4 separate regions of the Zea mays genome follow, and all the other regions are linked to region 1. The links are chromatin contacts, called in public Hi-C maps. All regions are on one chromosome and are shown on one strand. The core of a region is the stretch at or near the end of the contact, and the rest is flanking DNA. Distances in the headings are between cores, read along the strand shown.

Region 1 (3,263 bases), core at 222-2,721:
CACCCAGGAAAACAAAACAAACCTTGTAGAAAGAACGGACACCCTCATTTGCAAGCATGTTCCTTGTGACCTGACCAGCGGAGCCCTCACCCAATTGGATCCTCACCTGAAAACCAAAACAATAATAAGAATTGATACAAGATGGGCTCCACGTGCAAAGAGCCCTAGAGTATAAAGCTCCAAAAAGGCATGCCATCAAGACTTTCGACAGTGACATCTACTAAGCCAATTTTCAAGTTGCGACAGAAGTTAAAACATGTGGTTCCCTTTACCTTTTTTGACGAAGGGGCGAAGCCCCCTATTTCATTAAGAAATAGGAAAGTTTGAAACAACCGCAACCACGCGGCACATCGACCAAAAGCATCGCACACGATCAGATCCCTATCTAGACTCTAAACACTATCAAACTAGATCAGTGAAGAGCCTAAGATAGCAGATGAAGTTTGACCTACGATTACCACATAAGACTTTCTTATTTACAACCCAATGCCAGACAGGCAGAAGCGACAAAAGGAAATATTATTTACATTTTTCAACGAGTACATCTTCACCAAGAAACTACAATTGTATTATGGCAATATAATAACATATTTACATGTGCTCAACTCCATTCAAACATAGAGGCAATAAAAGACTAGTATCCTCTTCTAAGAGGAAATCAGAGGGCATCTTAAAAAACAACCACCTACTAAAAATGAAAACCATCAAATGGCTAGCTAACAACCTCCATAGATATCCCGATCTTCGCAAAAGAGAACCAAGGAGCAACGCGCAGATGGCCACCTCACATCAATTAAAATCGCGGTACACAAACCGATCCCCATGGATCCAAGTAACTACAGCAAACGAATTGTGTCATCCTTAACAAACAGATCGCGCGGCCAAGAAAATTCACAACTTCAGCTCCCAGCAACCCACGCATGCTTGATCCAGTCACGGCAATTCCGACGGATCTAAAGCTAGCCGCACCAAAATACTTAACAGCAAGCTTAGTTCCACTACGCTGACCCCAAGGGCACGCTCGATTCATCAGATCCAACCAAAAAGGGGCAAACTCCGCGGGTAAGCATCTAACCGACTGATTCACGCGGCAAGCAACCCCATTCCCGTAGATCTAAGCCCGCCACGCCCCGATCCCGCCTCACCAGCTCACTCACGAGCACTGTGAAGGAAGCCGGGTGACAGAGCGGTGCGGTGGTACGGTACCTTGACCATGTCGATAGGCTGGATGACGCAGGTCGCGAGCATCCCAGAGGCCCCGCCGTTAACGAAGGGCTTGACCGTCTTCCACACGCCGGTGGCTGCCGCTGCCGCCTGCTGTGGCTGCTGCTGCTGCTGCTTCGCGTCCGCCATCCCAGCTCCGGATAGGGCTGCGCTCTGCTCGGCTCGGGGCGGGGCGGGGAGGAGGCGAAGCGAACGAGGCGACGAGAGCGAGGGAGATGCAGTAGGAGAGGCGGCGGCCTAGATCGCTGGGTAGGGAGGGACGTAACGCGATATAGAAAAAGGAAGAAGAAATGGTTGTTGCGGCCAGGCAAGGTGCGCCGCGGCCTCGTGGGCGACGTCGCGTGCGGGATCGCCGTTTCGGCGTGTGGGCGCGGTGCACGGGCGGTGCGGGGTCCAAAGGTGGCCGTGGGTAGCCAAGGAGGAGGTGGTGTACGGGACTTGGTCTATGCAGGAGTGCGAATCGGTAGTGCCGGAGTGGGCTCCTAGGACAGATCCAACTTGCGGCTACGGTGGAAGGCGGAGTCGAGTGTGGACCACGGAGGGGGCGCCGCACCGGGGTTCACGTCCGCGCCCGTGTCCTGTAGTCGCCCTTTATGTCACAACGAACGTGTCACAACGAACTTTTGGTTAAAACATTGTGCGGCTATGGTTCGCTAAGGAACAATTTGAGAACATTGTTTTCCTTCCAAGATTACAAGGTAACTAGGTGAGTGTCCGAACGTTACAACGGAAACATATAATATCATAATAAATTATATACAAAATGTGTTATATTGTTATAAAAAAATTTCATAATCTATTTGTAATCCTGATCATACATAAATTTTGTTATTTTAATCTAGTTGTTTCACAACTACGTTGTAACTATCAGTACCATGCAGACTTGAATATATGTCACGATTTGTATGGTCTCATCGTTGGAGAGCACGTCCTACACTTACCGAAAGAAATTCCCTTATACATCATCAGTCATCAGGCACACACCACCATACGCGCTTGGTTAAACAAAAAAGGCAAGTGTGTGTTTGCGAAGAGAATTAAAGGCAGGTCGGCACAAAATCTACCCCGACGGTGGCGAGGATGACGAACTGGTCATTGCTGTCGGTCCTCCTCTGCGTCACCTTCGGCGCCGAGATGACGTCACAGTCCTTAATATAGTAGTCATCGAACGCGCGCGACATGACGAGTTCCGATGACTCTTGGCTGGGCTACCAGACGAAGAGAACCCTAGGCTCATCAGCGAGTTAGTACACTGTACACCTGGTTGTTGCACCAGCGGATACGCTACTCCTCTTCATACATCATTTTCGAGGTCACTCATACAGCGTCAACAACGACCGTCGTCCCTAAGGATGGCAACGGGGAATTTCCCGTCGGGTTTTAGTTCCCCAAACCCGTCCCCGCGACGAAAAAATTTCCCCGCGGGGATCCCCACGGATGCTTGCGGGGGACATTTCTTCCCCATCCCCGTTCCCCGTGGGGATAAATCCCTGTCGGGGATCCCCATCCCCGCTTAAATTATAATTAAATCGTACTTCATTTGTTATTAATGTAAAACATTGTCACTTATACACATTGTTAGATGTAAAAATCATTATGTGCACATTAAAATCAATGTATTTGTACAACGGGTAATCTCTTGACAAGGTAATTCTTTATTTTTATCATTAACTATTACATAAAAACATTGTCACATGTAAGTTTAACGGGTCCCCGCGGGGAACGGGGATTGGGAATGCTTCTCCATCCCCGTCCCCGTTTACCCGTCGGGGAAGAATTTTCCCCCGTTTACATCCCCGTGGGGGAAGAAACTTCCCCATCCCCTAATAGAGGAATTCCCCGCGGGAAATCGGGGATCGGGTCCCCATTGCCATCTCTAGTCGTCCCATCGCACAAGAATTAATGGTCGATCAGTAGCGACTTACGTGGCAGGTTGGGCTTCAGGTGGATGATGAGCTAGATGGCATGATTAGAGATGGCAATGGGTACCTGTGACCCGATACCCGATGGGTATTTACTCTATTAGGGTATGCATGTTG
Region 2 (3,263 bases), core at 295-2,794, 220 kb after region 1:
CATAGTTGGCTCAATGATGTTGCTGGGAAAGACATCGAGGTGATCTCTTGAATCTCCTATTGAGGGCACGCCTTGTCTCTAGCGGAGTCGACAAAAAGTGTGTTGGCACTGATCTAGACGTCAATCACTGCAAGGTGTACCAGCGACGATGCTCTCTGCGACAGCGCGGATGGTCTGCGACTGTGACAGGAGCGAAGTCTTCTCTGTGCTGAGCCGGATGGTCCGCGTGTGCGCAGAGGCGGCGGCGTTCGGCCACATCACCTGGATCTGACCGTCCGGGACCCATCAGGGAGGAGAGATCCTATGGCTTATATTGGGATCGACAGGCCATCCAAGACGCCTCCAGACAACTTAGAATCGAAGAGGTGAAGATTGAGGTGAAAAGGACTATGTTACTGTCTACTCCTAGGACAAAAAGTAAAGGAACGGAAGATATTATGATTTGATTTGATTCGATTGTTGATAATTCAATCGGTCGTTCAAATGTATAAGGGGGTCGGGGCGTCCTCCAATAACTCCCTCGAGTTTAGAGGGATAAACACGCGTGGAGAAAAGAGTTGATCCACCTGATCTATTCATATCGCGGACCGTCCAACTACGCGGTCGGACCGTGCCTAATGCCACAAATGTTGTTCAACACTTAGCTTATTTGTCTCTACCTGTTCTCGTGTTTCTTTTATCTGGTTTCTTTCTCTTTTTAGCAAACCGTCTGACCGTCTATATATCACGGTCTTAGCAAACCGTGTGACTGTCTACATATTACGACGATTAGTTGCTTCATGACTATGAGATTAATACTCCGAACTTTGCAGGTCACTAGTTTTGTGCCCTATAAACTACCATAAACTATATAAAGTTATGGAACTAACCTAACTGGAATCGCATCGCCTGGACTTTTACGGATAACAAAACAATAATGTTGTTTTAGAGTACGACAGAAAATTAATCAACCTCTAATTTCTTAACCAATCAAGAACCATTAAATGATTAATATTGCAAACTATTGCAGGTCACTAGTTTTATGCTCTATAAACGATCTAAATGATCTAATATAATATAAACAACTGAATTTACCAAGTCAATCTAGAATCAAAATCTAGACATACAATACAATCAATGAACAAAGCGAGATGAACGATATTACCACATCTTGCATAATCAACACATTAATCTCCAATATTTATATATATAAGCTGTTTTATAAAAGAATCAATGAGTTCCTCAAGATCTCTAAAAATCCTAGATTAATCTTTTAATAGATCTAATCTAGTGCCTAAATATCTCTCAAATCAAAACAAAACAAAACAAAACTAAAGGAACGAATATCTCCCTCGAACACGAATTTCTCTTGGACCACCAGCGGCTGACTTAGGCCGCGTTCTCCCATCCTGGGTGCACCCCTTCACGCGGGCCGACGCCCAGCTGGGCCTCGCTCCTCCACGCAGCAGGCCGCCTTTACTTTCACGTCATAGGTCGCGCCCGCTCCAGCTGACAGGGCGCCCTCCGCGCCAATAGTCCTGGGCCGGCACCTTCATCTTGGGCCGCCTGTGGAATGGCCGCCGAGTGGGCTGCCCCAAACCCCTCTGTTGTGCCGCACGCGCACAGAGAGCAAGGCCAGTCCGGTTTTGGTTGCATCCGCCAGCTCTTGGCCCGGTGCTTCACACGCACTCACGGCCGAGTGACCCAGACTGGCAATCAATTTTCCCCCCTTTTTACTTTTCTTTTTCTTTCATTTTTTCCTCTTTTTTCTCCTTTCTAGGCATTTCATATATATCTACAACACACGCGATGGTCATTTGCAACAGTATGAAACATCTCACACATCATCTTTGATCAAGAACCTCAGTTAATTTGTTCCTAAACTTAGTCCCAAAACTTAGTTTTGGTACCTCATTTCCTCTCCACTTAACACAGAAAAGTAAAACTTAGTTTCCGTACCTCACTTAGTTTTGGTACCTCATTTCCTCTCTACTTAATACATAAAAGTAAAACTTAGTTTCCGTACCTCATCACCTCTCTACTTAATAGAGGAAACTAGTTTTCATCGTCGCCACCGGCCCATTTTGCCTCAACCAACACCTCGATATCAATAATCCATACAACCGAGTACGAGGGCAAGCCCACGACTTGATTTAAGGTTAATCTAAGAAAAAACACAGCACCAAGTGTGTTACATCAATATCAAAACATATATTTGCACACATACATTACTTCCAAATTATGTTAATAATCACTTGCAAAGCCTATGCCAATTTTAAAGCAATGTTCTAATGTTAACTAACACAATATTTTCATCACACAGGATTTCACACTTCTAGTCTTGCCTTGGGACTCCTATTGGTCTTAAGCTAAGGTTTGGAATGATCGCTAATAGTGATTTGTCCAAGGAGAATTCCATAATTCTGGTTAGGAGTGGAGCAGCTTACTCATCTCTATCACCATATTCAAACTCCATTATGTAAAATAGTGCAAAACTGTATTTTAGGTAACCATATGGATAATCTGCTAGACACAGTCTAATGGACTTTAGATTTTACACTATAAAATTTAAGATGAACGAATCGGCTTAGGATCAAGCTCTATTTCTATTTATTTTGAACTAAAATTAATTAAGAGCCCTAACTTATTATGAAGAAACGGATTGTGATTCATTTACCACCCCTAGTTCTAGTCAAGTCACCAAACACTCTAGCGACAGCAACCCTCGCCTTCTTAAGCTTGCCTCTCAGGTATCGAGAGCCTAATAGAGGAGGGTTACTTACGAGCAGTTGAGCCATCTCCTTTCTCAGGCACTGTTTGGTATAGCTCTAGCTCTAAGAAATTTGATGGAGTTGGTGGAGCAGGTCATTGGGCGCTCTAAAAAATCGTGGAGATGGAACTGTAAGCCTTTAAAATACATTTAGATAAGTTATTTTGTTTATTATTTAGATTAAAAATAATTTTTAAAACTATTTAGATTGACGTTATAAACTACAACTCCACAATGGAGCTAGAACCTGGAACCATTCCAAACACCCGTTAGGGCTGGTTTGGTGGACAAAAAAATGAAGGGGATCCATTGTGAGGAATCCCAAACACTCCTTTAGTGTACCTAGTGGGTGTATCCCTAAACTTCATGTTAAGTTTATAATGTAAATTTAAATAGTTTAAATATTTTAATCTAATTAAAAAACAAAATGACTTATCTAAATATCTTCTAAAAATCACAACTTTAGCTCCACCATTTTGTTGAGCACTTTAATGATCTATTCCACTAACACCAC
Region 3 (3,263 bases), core at 246-2,745, 170 kb after region 1:
ATTCTTATAGCCAGCACAGGAGTAGCTGCTAACCTAACACATAAAATCGTGTCCATCTCACAGCTCGGCATGTCTTGCTTGCTGGTTACTCATTTCAAACACACTACCTGTTGCCAAATCTGGTACTTATCAGATGCCAAGCCTGTGCCCTATCCCTATAGCAAGGTAATTGTTTTCTAGCTGTTGATCTGTTGCTATCCCCATGGCTAAATTGGGGATATGTGAAGTGTTGGTGGAACCGAGTGGTTGTTTGCGTTCCTATTTCCACTTAAGTAGCAGTCTACTTGTCTAGCATACTGCATACATGAGGATATTGAAATAATTGTGCAGTTACATCCAACAACAGAGCAATTTGACCAACATATTGCTAAAGTGAAAATGGTCACATTACCCTCATGCCAGAAAAAAAATACTACGAAGTTATCCATGAACAACTAATAAGAATTAAAGTACTTCACATAATGTTTATTGCTTACCAATCATTACTATCACTACAACTAAATAAACACCGCAAAGAGCTGATAGTCACAAACTCACAACCAAGAATCTAAAATAATCCAGCCGTTAAAAAAATGCACCTCACCACCACATGAGAAATTTTATGGAGACCAAATTTTACAGTTAGTAAACAGTAGAGAACTTCGCAGTTACCATCACACAAGTGACTGCTCCATTTTTAGAAAGAGGATATGGTCTTTAAGTGAACAACCACGGAAACCCCCAACGCATAGTGACCCCATTTGCACTCACGAAACCTACAATGTCTCGGCTTGGACCGCAGAGCTTCACCAAGCCCAAGCCGCAATGGCCAGATCCAGTAGTTACCAACTAGCGGAAGACGCTACAGGACGCGGTGTATTCTGTCCCAACCCCAAACCCAGCACATGAAACCACCCGCATTCGCCGCTGAGTAGCAAGGATCCAAATGCACAAATGTCAGTAATTGTTTTTACCTCCATCTCGAACTCCTCTTCGCCCTGCTTCCCTGGGCGGTCCATGAGCTTGACCGCGACCTTCCTCCCGTCGGGGAGCACCCCGCGGTACACGGTCCCGAAGCTGCCCTGCCCAACCATGTGCGCCCGGCCGAACCCGCCCATGGCCGCGTGGAGCTGACGGTAGCTGAACACCTGCACGCCCCTCTCCCCAGCAACCACAACCGACATCGCCGCCGCCGCCGCAGCGGCCCCATCGCTGGCGGAGCTGCTGAACGGGCTGTCCTTCCCCTGCTGTTGCGGCGGCGGCAGAGCCCGGGGAGGAGGAGGAGGAGGAGGAGAGCTGGAACGTTTGGGGAGATGGAGTGACTGAAGGCGGCGGGAGACCTTGCGCGTAATGTAGCAGTAGTAGGCGAAGGCGGCGATGAGGGATAGGAGCGAGAGCGCGGCGAGGGAGACGATGACCAGCAGGATCACCGACTCGTCGCGCTTGTACTCGTCGCTGCCGTCCGTCATTGGGTCGCTGGAACCCTAGTTCTAGGGGTTGCCGGGTTCGGAGAGGAGAGATCAAGCGAGTGAGTGATTTGGGAGGAAGACGACGAGGGTTTTCGGGAGGTTTGGGAGTGGAATGAGTGATTCACCTTCCTCCGCGCGGAAAAGTGCAATGGGTGATTCACTTCCTCTGCGTGGAACCCGAGGGCAGGGACAGCCAGCAGTGGGGTGGATAGCGGGCTCACTGATCAGTCCGGTACAGGAGCAGTGCAACGTGTACTACAAACGGAACATGGAATTGCTTGCACGGGTGAATGACAAAAAAAACCTAAGCAACTCTAATAGTAGTTATGTAAAACACTCTCTAAACACCGATTTAAGAAGTTAAGAAAATTGTTTCTCTAACAGTTATGTAAAAGTCATCTTAAATTTATAAACAACCTAAAATCTATAGAACCTCCCTACATTTGGCAATCTTGTAGGGAGCTTCTTAAATCCACTCCCACCAATTCCATCTGAGAAAAATGGTTTCGTGTCATCCTTGCTTAGCTTCGCGCCTAATCAAGATTAAATAAACAATAATATTAGATTAGTATATAGCACTCGATCAGCGCTAGATTAAATAAAGCTATATATAACGCCTGGGCGCTAGCCGTTTAAACAAATATGAAACAAAAAACTACTTCGGTATTTACATTGTCCCTACGTTATTTTCATCCAAACACTATAAAAATTATGGCCACCTTCTCTCATCCATTATGTACATCCAACCAAACACATTCTAACAGAAACCACCGCCTGCCGCCGATGCATATAATTAAATAATTGTGTCGGCTAACGTTTAAATAATTGTCAATACAAATTGTTGGGGACTTGTTCTCAAATGCTATGAATTAAGAACAAAGCAACACAAAAAGAGATTAATGCTTAATGTCTTTCGTCCTTCGAAGCATTATTTCTCTTAGGATATAACGTCTTCGGACGAAGGTCATGAAAGACGTATCTTTATCATCACAGTACATATTGATAAAAAATGAAGCATATGGAACATGAGAAATAACATGAATAATTATATGACATTATTTATATATCTTTATTATGCTATCATGAATGGATAATAACAACATTGAATTACATTTGTACCTTCGTCTTGACAGAAGGCAAAAGTACAAGCGTGACGCACGAGCGAGTACATGTCAGCGTGAACAGTACGGGAGGTACTGTTCATCTATTTATAGGCACATGACGCAGTCTGTGTAAAATTACATTCATGCCCTTCATATTCAGTATTGACTTAAGAACAATCTGACGATGACTAAATAGTCGTTTCCTCCTTAAGTCGGTTCCTTTTTCTGCTATTGAGTCGAAGCTTCCTTGCACACAGCTTTGGCGCTGGTTCAACCTTCGTTCTGACCCTGCTTTCCATATTGTGTACAGCTTCATCCCGAGTCCGAAGGTTCCTGTATATATATTATGCTTTGGGAAACATTGTTAATCATGTTTTTGAGGACCTTCGGAAGACGAAGGCCCCCAACAGTAGCCCCTCGCAGTACTAATTTGTTATAACAACGAATTCAGACTGCGATATGAACGAAGGCCTTAAGACGAAGGTCCGAAAAAACACCTTCCCTTTGCTAAAATAGCAATATTCAATGACAAATGGGGCCCTCCAAGTTGTAATACGTTGGGCATATAAATATGAATCCACGTCGGCAGCATTTTACATTCCATCTCTGTCGTTTGCAATATTTTCTCAAACTTTTTAGTTCTTGCTCACTAGCTCTCGCTAGATTTTCAATCTTTTTGAGCTTCGGCTTAAAGACGTGTTTTCACCATGTC
Region 4 (3,263 bases), core at 547-3,046, 130 kb before region 1:
AGGTTAAGCCTCTGTGAACTTGTGAGTCGCACCATTAATTTCTTTGGATCAGATGAACAATATTGTTCATACCAGAAATAAAAAAGGATATAAGAATTCGTGGCCATACCTGTAGACAGGTGTTGGCCACCTGACCGGACGCAGTAGCTGCTTGCTGGTGCTGGAGCAAGGCGGGGACACTGGACTGCTACGTGATGCGGCTGCCGCTTGCTGGGATCGGGTCGTGGTCGACTGCTGGCTTGCTGGAGATGGGCATTGCGCTAGGCGTCGCCGCGTCAGGGCATCCAGGCAAGATAGGGGGTGCTCCGATGCTGGCTAGAACGTGGCAGGCCGGTGGAGCGCTCCAACACATGCGACGATGGCGATGGGAGGGAAAGGCCACGGGCAATGTGGGGAGGAGGGAGCGGCGCGGCGGGACGCCGTGAACTGCAAACACACGATAGCTACGGGCTAGATCGGAGGAGTGTGTGCGGCGACGAGAAGGTAGAGCACGAAGAGGAGGGGAAAGACGCCACAACGAGGAGCGAGTGGGGCTACTGCTACTGGTTGCCACCGACGATTTAGATGGATCTAGGACTAGGAGGAGCTAGGAGAGGGGCGAGCAGCGGTGGCGAGGAGGTCAGGGAGGAAGGTGGATCTAGGGCCACATCTGAGGAGCGAGGATACTAGGATAGTGGTGGGTGGGGGGAGGGGGCGGCGGGCGCGGCGGGCAGTGCGACGGCTAACTTGGAGGGGAGGATTGCGAGCGGGGGATGGCAGTTGTCGCGGAGGCGGGTGCGCCGGGGGGGGGGGGGGGGGGGGGTTGCATGGCGCACCAATTGTGGACGTCCTCCTTACCTCCTTATATAATAGTAGAGGTGGACCGCCCTATTTCATCTTTTCTTGTACGTCCAACCAAACACACCTTAAACCCTGACACTACAAGTAGAAAGCATGAAACTCTCATATACAGTGTAGGTGTAGCTATTAAGATATGTTTGGATCACTGTGTAATAAAGTCTAGTATGTCGATCAATAACTGATTACATATGAACTAATGAAAAATTTCCTTTTTCTAATGAGTTCTATCTATTAATTAGCCTATATTGATTTGTTATTAGACTATAGTTAGTTTATACTACATCCGTTCCAAAATATAAGTCATTCCAAGATTCTTAGAGAGTCAAAGTTTTTAAAGTTTGACAAAAAAATATAGCGAGAATCATAAAGATTTATGACACAAAATAGATATAGTATAAAAACATATTTACTGGATAATCTAATGATATACATTTGATATCTTAAATGTTATTAATTTATTGTATAAATTTGGTCAAACTTAAAAAAACTTTAACTCTTCAAGAATCTTGGAACTGTTTAAGCTTTGTATTAGGTATCCAAGACATGCAATAAAATTTAGTTCAGTCTATGTATCCAGAAGAGAACAGTGATCTCACGTGACGGATATAGTTGTGCTCGTATGTGATGATATGAAATTTAAATATTTTTGTTTCCGTCATTGGGCGCAGAGAGAGCCGAACAAACAAGTCGTCGCGGCGGTCAGGCGTGTCCGTGTAGCCGCTGGCGTAGTACATGGACCTGGCGCACGCGCGCACGCCCCAGCCCCCTCGCCCCGCGCTTGGATAACTCGTGGGCGGGGCCCAGCCCCGCACCATTCAGCCCGCAGATTTTTGTACCCGCCGGCTGGGCCTCGGCCTCGGCGTGCAAGAAACTAGAAAGAGGAGCAGACAAACAAAATCGATTAGAAAATTAACCCCAGGCCAGAAACCCACTCTCTCTCTCCCCCGATTCCTTTCCTCGTCCTCATCCGTCCAGGGGAGCAAACAAGCAAGCAAGTAAACGGGCGAGGAGCTGGATAGAGGCCGGCGACGCGAAGCAACCGCCGATCGGAGCCGCGGCTGAGGAGGAGGAGCAAGCTCGAGATGGTGGGTCTCGTCGGCGGCAGCACGGCGCGGGCGGAGCACGTCGTGGCCAACGCCGGAGGAGAGACGGAGTACGTGCGCCGCCTGCACCGCCACGCGCCGGCCGAGCACCAGTGTACTTCCACCCTCGTCAAGCACATCAAGGCGCCCGTCCACCTCGTAAGTTCCCATCGCCCGCTCCCCCCCTCGCCCCGGTCCTTGCCGCCTCCCGGCTGGTCCCGGTGGTGGGTGGTGGTTCAGTGGTTGGATTGGACGGCCACGCCCAAGTAGCGTGCTAGTACTTGGGAATTTGGGATTGTTTTGCCTCACGTCTGGGCTGCTATTTCTCTCGGATCTGGAGTTCTTCGTCCAATTCCTCATGCCTTGTTGGGTGTTTCTTCCCCGATCGATGTGTTCTCGTGATGTCGGGTGAATTGCTGGCGTCAAATCAATTGCGACGCCCAATTTGAAGCTGATGCCATCGATCGCATCGCAGGTGTGGGAGCTGGTCCGGAGCTTCGACCAGCCGCAGCGGTACAAGCCGTTCGTCAGAAACTGCGTTGTGCGCGGTGACCAGCTCGAGGTCGGTAGCCTGCGCGACGTCAACGTCAAGACCGGCCTGCCGGCGACAACAAGTACCGAGCGCCTCGAGCAGCTAGATGACGACCTGCACATACTCGGCGTCAAGTTCGTCGGCGGGGACCACCGCCTCCAGGTCCATGCTGCTGCTTACTCTACCCCCTGCACACGCTCTGTTTGATGCCCCCTGCTTACTTGTCGGTGTACTCCCATTTTTTTTCAGCAACTCTGAGATTGGGTGTGCTTCCCTTGTTACCCATTTCTCTTTTTAAATTAAATTATGCTTTCTTGTTGCGGGAGACTAGGTTTTAGACCTAAAACCGAATATATACCAGTATACATGATGGAGATGTTAGTTTGGAAGGTCAATCAGTACTTCAAAAGTACTTCAAAAGGATATCTTTCGATATTTAGGATCAATCCTATATTGACGAAGATGTTAGTCATAGAATCAAAGTTGAGTGGATGAGGTGATGTTAAACATATGGCTTAGCTAAAAGGCAATTTTTAAAGGACGCCAATTAGACCTGCTATATTATATGGTATAGAATATTGACCTATAAAAGATGACATATTCAACGGATAAGTGTTGCAGAAATGTGTATGTTGCATTGGATTAATGGCCATACAAGGAGCGATTGAGTCTAGAACAATGATATATGTGATACGCTAGGGCTAGCACCAATTTTAAAAAGCTTCTTCATCATCTATAAGGGAAGGCCGAAGTTGACATAATAAGAGGCAACAAAAGACGATTGGAATGCATCCAAATATTTAGCTTTG

Evidence for each region. Hi-C and Micro-C count contacts between places; a contact is called where the count stands out from the background.
Region 2: a Hi-C map of ear shows a contact between it and region 1, with 1.7 times the contacts expected there. The contact joins the enhancer-like site here to the promoter of LOC100274318 in region 1. A contact is called at or near these places in 2 of 25 Hi-C or Micro-C datasets (ear and tassel).
Region 3: a contact with region 1 is called in a Hi-C map of leaf, with 4 times the contacts expected there. The contact joins the promoter of LOC100273161 here to the promoter of LOC100274318 in region 1. A contact is called at or near these places in 3 of 25 Hi-C or Micro-C datasets (ear, leaf and tassel).
Region 4: a contact with region 1 is called in a Hi-C map of leaf, with 4 times the contacts expected there. The contact joins the promoter of LOC100273048 here to the promoter of LOC100274318 in region 1. A contact is called at or near these places in 3 of 25 Hi-C or Micro-C datasets (bundle sheath, endosperm and leaf).

Annotation. Positions count from the first base shown.
Region 1 is chr6:142,056,827-142,060,089 of Zm-B73-REFERENCE-NAM-5.0, forward strand. LOC100274318 reads right to left here and starts at 1,472. Exons shown (of 6, transcript NM_001148681.1): 1 at 1,207-1,472; 2 at 23-106. The coding sequence starts at 1,353.
Region 2 is chr6:142,273,902-142,277,164 of Zm-B73-REFERENCE-NAM-5.0, forward strand. No RefSeq gene overlaps it. Among protein-coding and RNA genes, the nearest start is that of LOC118472318, 7.1 kb to the right of the region's middle. Within about 2 kb of position 1,545, at least 17 of the 20 cell types and tissues checked have an H3K27ac peak or open chromatin away from gene starts, as enhancers often do. A contact at or near this core is called in ear and tassel, where this site is marked.
Region 3 is chr6:142,223,661-142,226,923 of Zm-B73-REFERENCE-NAM-5.0, forward strand. LOC100273161 reads right to left here and starts at 1,496. Exons shown (of 6, transcript NM_001147607.1): 1 at 954-1,496. The coding sequence starts at 1,448.
Region 4 is chr6:141,926,432-141,929,694 of Zm-B73-REFERENCE-NAM-5.0, forward strand. It overlaps LOC100273048 (CAPIP1), which reads left to right and starts at 1,797. Exons shown (of 3, transcript NM_001147497.1): 1 at 1,797-2,081; 2 at 2,398-2,616. The coding sequence starts at 1,923. LOC111589581 (a long non-coding RNA gene) reads right to left here and starts at 673. Exons shown (of 3, transcript XR_002748672.2): 1 at 110-673.